Linked DNA regions of Mus musculus: region 1 is linked to region 2. The links are chromatin contacts, called in public Hi-C maps. All regions are on one chromosome and are shown on one strand. The core of a region is the stretch at or near the end of the contact, and the rest is flanking DNA. Distances in the headings are between cores, read along the strand shown.

Evidence for each region. A called contact is a pair of places that touch in the nucleus more often than the background predicts.
Region 1: a contact with region 2 is called in a Hi-C map of B cells, with 3 times the contacts expected there. The contact joins two enhancer-like sites. A contact is called at or near these places in 11 of 39 promoter capture datasets (the C10 cell line, the HPC-7 cell line, cranial neural crest and 8 more), 23 of 484 Hi-C or Micro-C datasets (B cells, CD4 T cells, CD8 T cells and 14 more), 22 of 115 datasets of contacts at active chromatin or transcription factors (the HPC-7 cell line, Th17 cells, bone marrow-derived macrophages and 16 more) and 3 of 9 other capture datasets (adipose tissue, embryonic tail and liver).

What each region holds. Positions count from the first base shown.
Region 1 is chr10:99,589,768-99,594,660 of GRCm38.p6, reverse strand. No RefSeq gene overlaps it. Among named protein-coding and RNA genes, the nearest start is that of Gm20110, 17 kb to the left of the region's middle. Within about 2 kb of position 2,315, at least 45 of the 459 cell types and tissues checked have an H3K27ac peak or open chromatin away from gene starts, as enhancers often do. A contact at or near this core is called in B cells, CD8 T cells, DN2 thymocytes and 4 more, where this site is marked.
Region 2 is chr10:99,180,343-99,185,511 of GRCm38.p6, reverse strand. The region is part of intron 10 of Poc1b (POC1 centriolar protein B); the gene reads right to left. Among named protein-coding and RNA genes, the nearest start is that of Gm34574, 49 kb to the left of the region's middle. Within about 2 kb of position 2,926, at least 96 of the 459 cell types and tissues checked have an H3K27ac peak or open chromatin away from gene starts, as enhancers often do. A contact at or near this core is called in B cells, CD8 T cells, DN2 thymocytes and 4 more, where this site is marked.

The DNA.
Region 1 (4,893 bases), core at 1,066-3,565, 410 kb before region 2:
GCAGCAGCACAGGATAGGAGACCATTTCTGCTCGGATCCCCGAAAGAGAGCTTAGTTGGTTCTGGCTCTGTGCAAGTGTGCACTCTTGGCTGCTCTGACCCCTTAGGTGATTGACTAATGTGTATCTTCTATCGCCAGTGTAATGAATGCCTTAGCCTGTCTCCCTAGAAAAACCTACTTTAAAGGTTTGGGGTTTTTCCAGCTTCCCTTCTTTAATGAAGCCCACTTAGATCCAGAAAGCCCCTTTCCCTCTTCCAGGGAAGCACCCATTACCCACGGTGCAGATCTACTTGTCTGCCTCCCTCCCTTATTATTTATTAAGTCACTTAATGGCTTTTGTTTATCGTGGGATCGAGCATGAGTTGAACATGATTGCTTTCCAGTGAACGAATGCAGTTAAACTATCTTCTCCTCCTGTCTGTTGAGGCCTTTTAGCCAGATTAAGCCACTTATCCAAGGTTACGTGGCAACCTAATACAAGAACCCATAAAGGAAGACAGGAAGGACCTTCAGAGTCTGCCCAGTAATCAAACTCTCCAGTCAGCTGCTTTCATAGTTGACATGATTGTGTCTGACAGCGACACCTTGCCCTGAGTCTCACATGGCTATTGGCAGGCTTTTATCTTTAACTTGTTTTTTTTGTTGTTGTTGTTGTTGTTTTGTTTTTGTTTTTTTCAGTACCAATATCTTGGGTTTTGCCTTAGGAAACTACTTATCAACATCTACAGTTAGAATAGGACCAGATATCATCCCTTGACTGTACAAGAAGACGTGGCCTAAGGCTTCCGAGTAAAGCTGTTCGATTCCTCGGAAACCATTCAATTCTGCTAGGAAAATCAGGGATTGTTTCAGCCCAGGACTTGCCAGTGCTAGAGAGGAGATATTCTGTTTTCCCTGAACTTGCTAAGTGGAACTGAAGGACGAAGATCTCAGAGAAAGCAGTCAAAACTTCAAAACTGTAAGATTTCTGAGAATACTGACTGCCTGCAGTCAGTCACCTCATATGCCATTATACGGTGGCCTCCTAATATATGGAAGACCGGGGTAAGTTGCACTCTGACCCAGTATCCCTTTCGTTTCTGATTAGCATGGAACACAAAAGGCATTTCACATGAGATTAAGAAGGTAGAAATGTAGACAGCCATGATTTTTTGTGCATATAAGAACCGGGAAGGGGCACCAGGTACTGATAAATGTGTGTTCTTTGTTCTCTACTGACCTGTGTTTGTGAGACCTGGATATGCATTTACTTCAGTTAGAATCTCATACAGTCTCACCATCTCCTAGAGGAAGCACATGATTAGTTTCATGACAAAAGATGCTTGCTTCCCATATGCAGGAAGGAGTCAAGAGATGATCAGGGACTGGCCAGGGCTCCTGTACATTCTCTTGAGTTTCAGCCATGCTCAGGAGGGCCAACTTCACCCCAGTCTCCCATTCTTTTCCACTTTCAAACCAGTTTCTCTATCTGTCAGCAAGTTCTAATATCTCTGAGTTCTAGCAGTAGAAACAAAAACAGCTTATGGAGGCTAGCTAATCATCTTGTCAAATTCAGATAATAAGGTTGTGTGACTGTGTGAATGTATGTGAGTGTGTGAGTGTGTGTGTGTGTGTGTGTGTGTGTGTGTGTGAGTGTGAGTGGTGTGTGTATAAGTTTGTGTATGAGTGTGTGTGTGAGTTGAGAGTGTGTGTATGAATGTGTGTGAGTGTATGTAAGTGTGAGAGTATGTGTGTTTGTGTGTATGAATGTGTGTGAGTGTGAGAGTTTGTCTCTGTGTGTGTGTGTGTCTATGTGTCTGTGTGTGTGTGTGTGAGTGTGAGAGTGTGTGTGAGAGTGTGTCTGTGCGTGTGTCTGTGTGTGTTTGTGTGTGTCTGTGTGTGTGGTGTTTAGATCCTTCTCTGGTTGGATACACACTACTCTCCTTGGACATTTCCCTTTATACAACTGATATTTAATCAGTATGAATGTGGTTTCTATTACTGAATACTAAAAAGAATTAATATACACAATTACCATATCTTAGCTAAGCATGGTACTCTGGTGGCAAGATCCATGCTTCTCTCTGCCTTGAGTTCTCAGCAGGCAGCAAAATGCCAGCTACATAGCAGACACTCAGCAAACACGTGTTGAATGAACAGACAACACATGGTTACAGAATTTAAAAAAAAAAAATGTCCCAGGGCCCCTGAGGCAAAGCTTCACACAATCTGAACGATGTGGAAGATGAAAAGCAGGAAGGGAGGGCAGCCCCCGGGCTCTGGAGAGAAGCCTGCATCCGAAACACAGCTGAGCCTTCCAGCTGGTGGCCTGTGGGCAGGCCAGCACAGGGCTGACAGCTCATGTTCGCCCCTGGCATGACAGGTGTGCTGGGGCCAGTCCGTCCTCCACGGAAGTGAGCTTCCTGTCGCTGCTGACAGGGACTCGCTAGATGTAGGGAACAGAAGTGGTGCAGGAAGAAGTGTTTTAAATAGAAAATGCTGAACGGGTATCAGGTTCCTAGAAGAGGAAGAATCGGAGAAAGGTGATTTCAGAGTAAGATACTCCACGGCTCATAAAGAGTCTCTCTCTCTCTCTGAGGTCAAGCACAAATGCTAATCATGTCTCTGCTTGCCTGGAACACTTTACCAGATCGTAGGGAAGCCCAGGGTCCGTGGAAACCACAGAGGTGGACATGCAGAGCAGAAACTTTCTGCTTTTTCTGGTAACTCCATCAACAACAAGCTGATTCAATTCTAAATACACCTGGGGAGGGGAATGAGGTACACACACTGAAAAGTGAATTAAAGCGGCGGGGGGTGGGTGTACAGAGGACTTGTAATGATCAACAGAGAAGTTTAACAGTCAATCCCAGGGCCTGAGCACAGGATCTCATATGGAAAAATATTTAGGTATAGACATGATTGAGTTAAGGATCTTGGGGCAGGGCAAGAATCCTGTGCTACCAACTGGGCCTTACATGTAATCACAAATGGCCTAATAAGATGGGGGGAGGGGGCAGGGAGATTCAACCACGGAAGAGAAGGTAGTACCCCCCACACACACACAAAAAAGAAAGTAAATGGACGAGAGATAACTGATGGTTTTCTTCTGATGATTAAGTGATGGTCATGAAGATGTAAGGATGAGGGAGATAATTGCTCTTTTTTTTTTAATTAGATATTTTCTTTATTTACATTTCAAATGTTATCCCCTTTCCTGGTTTCCCCTCTGAAAACCCTTATCCCATCCTCCCTTCCCCTGCTCACCAACCCACCGACTCCTACTTCCCTGTCCTGGCATTCCCCTACACTGGGGCATCGAGCCTTCTCAGGACCAAGGGCCTCTCCTCCTATTGATGTCCAACAAGGCCATAGAGGATTACTCTTGTAGCCCAGAGTCCAAGTGGCACATTAACCCTGACAAGTCCTTTAGACACTTAAAACGCCATTTTGGATTCTGGCCTTCAGAACTATAAAGAAATAGTGTGTTGTTTTTAAGCAGTCATATTGGCAATTACTGGGGACAGCAACCAGTAGGACTTCATATAAGGGACCAAGCCACAGAGCATTACCTTTCTGGACACCAACTGTAGGAAGCAGAGCCTCACAGGAGGCTTATAATGCAGAACCCACAAAGACTGAAGGTCCTGGATAGGAAAGGCACACGTCTCTGACACAGGGCAGCCTGCAGGAACCCCAGACCCCTTCCCTGTGTACCCGCTACCACATACTCTCCTGCATTTTCCCTCTGGTGACTACAGCATCTCTCCCACCACTATCTGACACCTTGCCCGTGTCCCTCCGTTTGGTTCTCTCGAGCCCACATTTCGTTTTGATAGCAAACGTCTTCTTCCCTGGCTCCGCCCTGTGACGCTGCCTTACAGGTTTCTGTTGGTTCCACGGCTCACGTCCCACAGTCCTGAGCATTTTTATTCTGTATCCACCAGTTCATAGAATCTCAGCTAGAAGGAGAGACACAGAGTTTTACTCTCTTCCCCTCTACCCCAGACAAAGGGAAGTTTTATTAGGGGCAAGCAAACACAGCAGACACACAGAGAGAAAGACTCTCTACAAGGCAGAGGGGAACCCAGAAAGCATAAGCCCATTATAAGTTTTTTTCTTTTATTAAAAATTGATTATTTTCTCATACAATATATCTGTCTAGCTCTCTTCTCTCTACTTCTCCAAATTCCTCCCCACCTCTTCTCCTTTTTGAACCCATTAGATTCAATCTATTAATTTCTGTCTCTCATTAGAAAGGAACAGGCTTCTAAGATAGAAGAACAAGATGCAACAAAAGAAAATATAATAAGGTAAAACAAAAGCCATCACATCAAAGTCAGACAAAGCAAACCAACTGAGGGAAAAGAGCATAAGAGAAGGCACAGGAGACAGAGAGCCACTCATTCACACACTCCAGAGCCCCATATAAACATGGCATTGAAAGCTACAATATTCACACAGCCGACCTGGTGCAGACCCAGGTGGGCCCTGAGCACACTGTCCCAATCTCTGTGAGATTCTTATGACATTGGCTCAGTTGATTCAGAGCACCTTGTTCCTGGTGTCCTCCATCTCCTCCGGCTCATGCACTCTCCCCACCTCCTCTTCTGTGGGATGTCCTGAGCCCTGAGGGATGGATTCCATTCAATGGAGACTTCCCCTTTGGAGCTGTGTAGAACTTTACTTTCATGTAAGTCAAGTGTGATGGAGAAGTAGGGGAGATGTCCTGCTTGTAGAGCCAGAGTGAAGTTGAATTTTGAAGCCTGGTCCTACCGCTTTCCAGTTTGTGATGTACGCTTCTTCCAAAGGGGAGTCTTCTCCTTCCCTGGAGATAACAATGTCCTCATAGGGTTGCTATGAGGATTACAGAGAATCTACATAAATTTAATTGTTAAGCACCATGCTTAATAA
Region 2 (5,169 bases), core at 1,677-4,176:
CCTGGAACTCACTTTGTAGACCAGGCTGGCTCAAACTCAGAAATCCGCCCACCTCTGCCTCCCGAGTGCTGGGATTAAAGGTGTGCGCCACCACGCCCGGCTACTATATTTCTTTAGTTGGATATCATAAATTTGATAAACAATCTAATTTAATCTTTGGCCAAGCTTTAAAAAATATTTTAGTATTTTTTGAAATGAAGTCTAATCCCCTGGTTTTCCCCATTGTTTCTTTCCTCCAGCTTTCCCCAGGCACCTTTTTCTCCCTTGCTCTCAGTTCATACCTCTGTGTCTTTAGCTGTTGTTACATATATCCATATGTATATGTATTTCTAACATATAAATACCACCTGCCCAGCCTGTATAAAGTTACTTGTCTGTATATGAGTTCATGAGCTTGGGCAGCCAAGTGGGGAGCTCTTCCCAGAGCAGATCTTAGTTACTTCTAAGTCTTTGACTAGGGTTGAGATCCCATGAGATCTGCCTCTTTCACGTTAGCATGTCTACTGGCGAGCACGTCTACTGGCATCATCCTTGAGTAGGTCATATTTAGGCAACCGTGTTGGTGAGACTTCATGGGCACCACATACCCCTGGTTGCATGGTGTAGTGGTTATTCCTGGTTGTCAACTTGACAATATTTGGAATGAACTACAATCCGGAATTGGAAGGCTCACCAGTGACCCTTATCTGGAAGCTTGGAGATCCTTATCTGGATCTTGGTTTGAAGATCTTGAGCCATAGTGAATATGGATTCCAGAAGATTGAATCTCCGAGTTTAAGGAACACACCTTTAATCTGGGCTATGCCTTTCATCTGGGATTAAAGGTGTGGTGGAACACACCTTTAATCTGGGCTACACCTTCTGCTGGAGACAATATAAGGACATTGGAAGAAGGGAGTTTAGCTCTTGCTCTTGCTCTTGCTCCTTTGCCTGCTTGCTGCGTGAGACTGAGTAACTGCTAGATCCTTGGACTTCCATTCACAGCTGCGACTGAACAATTGTTGGGAATTCGGCTGCCGACTGTAAGTCATCAATAAATTCCTTTACTATTTAGAGATTATCCATAAGTTCTGTGACTCTAGAGAACCCTGACTAATACACATGGTATGGAGAGAGCAAGCTGTCACAGAGCCAGAGCCCCCCATGCCCCACACCCACACCTCATTTCAGAGGGCCAGAAGGTACTCTATAGCTGCCGAGGGAGAAGAGTCTACAGCGTCAACCTTCTGGGTAAGTTGTACCCACTTGTGTAATAGTGACCTAATTGGTACAGGGGTAACCAACTGTTGTCTGATTAGATTTGCAGTCCACTTCACAGGAAATAATCTTTATGTGGTACTCAAAAGCCCACGAAGGGGGAAGATATAAGGAGCTAGGGGATAGGAACTAAATACTGTTGTTTGCTAAACTGACAAATTCAAATTTATTAATATCCAAAGACACTGACCAGTTTTAGCCATAATTAGAGAAGCCTCTAATTCGAGTGAATTAAGATCAAATCAGAGTCTATGGCTATAGAAGGTTCTGAGAATTAAGAGAGAGATGAGTGTTCATCCCTAAACAAGACATTTTAGAGCATCCTCTCCACGACTGTGGGGATTCTGCAGCAGATGGGGCAGAAAGGCTGTAAGTACTGGGAGATGGGGAGAAAGACTGTGAGACTCCATCTTCTGGACAATACACAGCCATTGTAACCAACACTCAACAACTCCCAGTGACTGCACTGGGCTTGCACAAGACTAGGCCCATCAACAGACAGACAAGGATGGAAGAGGATCGCAGGGAGCCCCACCCTCACTGATGCACTATTGAGGATCCAGGGAGCTCACCCTCACGGATGCACTATGTCCTATGGATGGATTTAGGGGAAGGTACTCTCATTAGCTTCGATGGTGTATCCAGGATGGTCCCACCACACTCCCATGGGTTATATCAGTGCACATAGATGACTTTGGTTAAATCAAATGGTTCATACAACACAACTACGTCATGAGTCTGGGAATGGATTATTATATAGCACAGGAAGAGCATGGGGTTGATAACAAGGGAAGGAAAACAGGGAATGTGGGAGAGAGAGTGACCGTCATGCACTATATATAAGTATAAAACTGTCAAAAAATAATAATATTGTGTGATGGAGTAATTAAAAAAGCTTCCAATTTCAGTCAGATGAAAGAAAGTCTATAATAAATTCGAAGTATAGATAGCACTTTTAAAAAATACTATTCCCATTATTTTAGCAGACAAAAATAATTTTCTAGCACTAGTAAGGGAACCAATCAAAAATTAGGTAATTAGCGCTATTAACCTCAGCTCAGATCCCCACTTGAGGCGAGCCTGGTGTACAGGCCTGGAATCCTAGCCCTGGGGAGACTGAGACAGGAAGATTGCTCTAAGTTCAAGAGAGCCTGGGTACAGAGTTAGTTGAAGGCCAGCCCGAACTAGCAAAAACCGGTCTTAAGAAACAAAGAATGGTAGCCAGTGGTGGTGGCACACAGTTTTAATCCCAGCACTCTGGAGGCAGAGGTGGGCAGAGCTCTGTGAGCTCAAGGCCAGCCTGGTCTACAGAGTGAGTCTCAGGACAGCCAGGGCTATGCAGGGAAACCCTGTCTCAAAAACAAAACAAAAACAAAAGCAAAACCTAAACAAACACAAAAACAAACCCCCACCAAAAACAAAAACAAAGAAAGAAAGAAGAAAAAAGAAAAGAAAGGAAAAAGAAACAAGACCCCCAACCCCCGCCAAACAAAAGAAAACAAAACAAAATCAGAATAGAACAAAGCAAAGATTATGTAACTTAGAATAGTTGAAAAAAAAAGTCTAAAAGTCTCAGAAAGAGCAGGATTTTCATAAGGCGTTAAGGCAATGCATTGTAATAATTTGTATGTATGTGAAAGGTATAGATGTTTTCTCTTTTTGCTATCTTATTGCTGGAAACTGAGACAAATTAAAAAAATAATGGATTTCATAAAGTTTTTCTTCTTAAGAACCATGAGGAAAAATAGCCCAGGAATGCATATCATTTTAATAAAACGTAGAACTCAGGTCTTTTCACAGATGCTGTGTGTTAAAGGGAATCGCCGTCCCTCTTCAGTCACGTGCAGACATGAATGCACACAGATGGCTGGGCAGGAAGTTCTAAGGAGGAAGTCTGCCACCACAAAGCATGTTCCTTTTGCCCAAAAGTACTGTCAAATGCCTACTTTTTATTTCTCGTTTCAGCTCAACAATCTATTATATGACAGTAACATTTGAAGACCCTGTCTTGTGATGACACCCTCTGGTGAATGAGATGTGACTGGCAACCATATCATATCACACCACACATCACCCCTATTATGAAGGTGTAGTATAGGGTAGGGTCTCCTTTTGGGAGGGAGCCTTGTCACTTGACTGGTGAGTAAGACTCTCATAACTGCCTTTCTAGACTGGATGCTCCACGCTCCAAATCTGCTGCTTCTTGCCTTAGTGCACAGCGCCATTAAGAAGTAGCAGATCCAAGTCCTGTCCTCCAAAGCTCTGCCATTTTCTCTTCAGCACTTCATGATTCAGTGTGGTGGGTATCAGGTGCTTGCCCCTGTGCATGCTGGGATTGCTGTGGCTGCTGCTGCCATCGCCTCCTGATGCTCCATGTCCACGGTCTCACTCAGCCTGCCTTTCTTACTAGGGTGATTATTCTGAAGCTCCAAACTGCTCTGACTGTCCTGGCAGAGAGCCTCCCACAGGTCGCCCCAAGGCTCCTAGGGTGAATATTCCTAACCTAGAGTGACCCTTCAAGCACTCATGATTGCCTCATGACGGCTGACTGACACATCAGCTTCTCTTTCCGGCCTCATCTACGGTCCTCAGCTCAATCCAAATGCGGTGGCCGAGTGGTGTTGCTCAGTTCTCTGAACCCATTTCCTTCTGAAGCCTCCTTGCCTTTGCAGCTGCTGACCATGCACACTCTGGTCCTTTGGCTGTTATTATAGACATTCTTATAACTTCAGCTTGAGTACTGGGGACTTCGGAGAGAGACACCGTCTCTGATTTAACTCTTCTGTCACCCGTTTAACTGTTCAGAGGCCATGCTTGTACACACCTGGCACTCACCTCATGCTTAGACATACCGTCTTCTCTGTAATTACTCCCACAGCAATTCAGGAATCCTTCACTAGAACTAGCCTTTCCTTTGTGTGTGTCCACTGCTTCATATATGTGAATATGTATTCATTACGTAAGTGTTCATATTCAAACGTATGAATAGGTACTCACGACTGAGTGCCTTCTGCTCACACCTCCCTCCCCTACTCACTCGTCAGATCACTTCATTCAGAGTGGTTTCTCTCTATATTACTTCATCAAACCAATGCGTCAAAGGGTTACCAATAATCTCTGCTGCGTTTGTGGGGGACTTCTTTCCTGGGTTTTCAGATGCGCTGACTGACCCTCTTTTGGAATGTCTTTCTTACCCACCGGGCTGTCCCGACACCATTTGCTGTTTTCTATGCTTCCCTCTAGTGTTTTGTTATTTCATTAAATGTCTCAAGGCCCAGCTCTAAATTTAAAGTTTTAATGGACTGTACATATTTGAGTTAACACAGTACTTGTACACGTTTTGAGGGCACAGTGTGGTATTGCCACACTTGGATACAATGTATCAGATCAGGGTAGCTGTATTGGCCACCGTGGGGCATGTATCATTTGTGTTACTAAACTTTCTTCTTCCCTGTGTTCTCTAGAAATCTTCTCTAAGCTTGCTTGCTGCTCCATTACTACTCACATGAAGAATATTTATACAATCTCACTTCTACACTGCCCTTCCCTTTAAGTGCATGTATGTGTGATCTTGTACACTTGCTATCTATTAACATTATCGAATGATTCAGACACATCCCACTTAAGGTGCCCATATGAAAACTTGCAAGGTCCCTTGCCTCCATAAGTCATTTTATCACTTTACAATCTAGAAATCTGGAAATGATACCTGACGATTGGATCTTCCAACCCATCTCAAACCTTATCAATTACATCACAAAGCTCTGCAATGAATTCCATTCTCTTGACCCCCAATAGTATGGGTTATTCCAGTTAGAGTCTATTTTTGTCTGGATTACTGACTTATGCTAACTGGGTTTAAGGTCCCTGATCAGTCACTAGGAAGATTATTTTCCAGTTGCAAAGGACAAA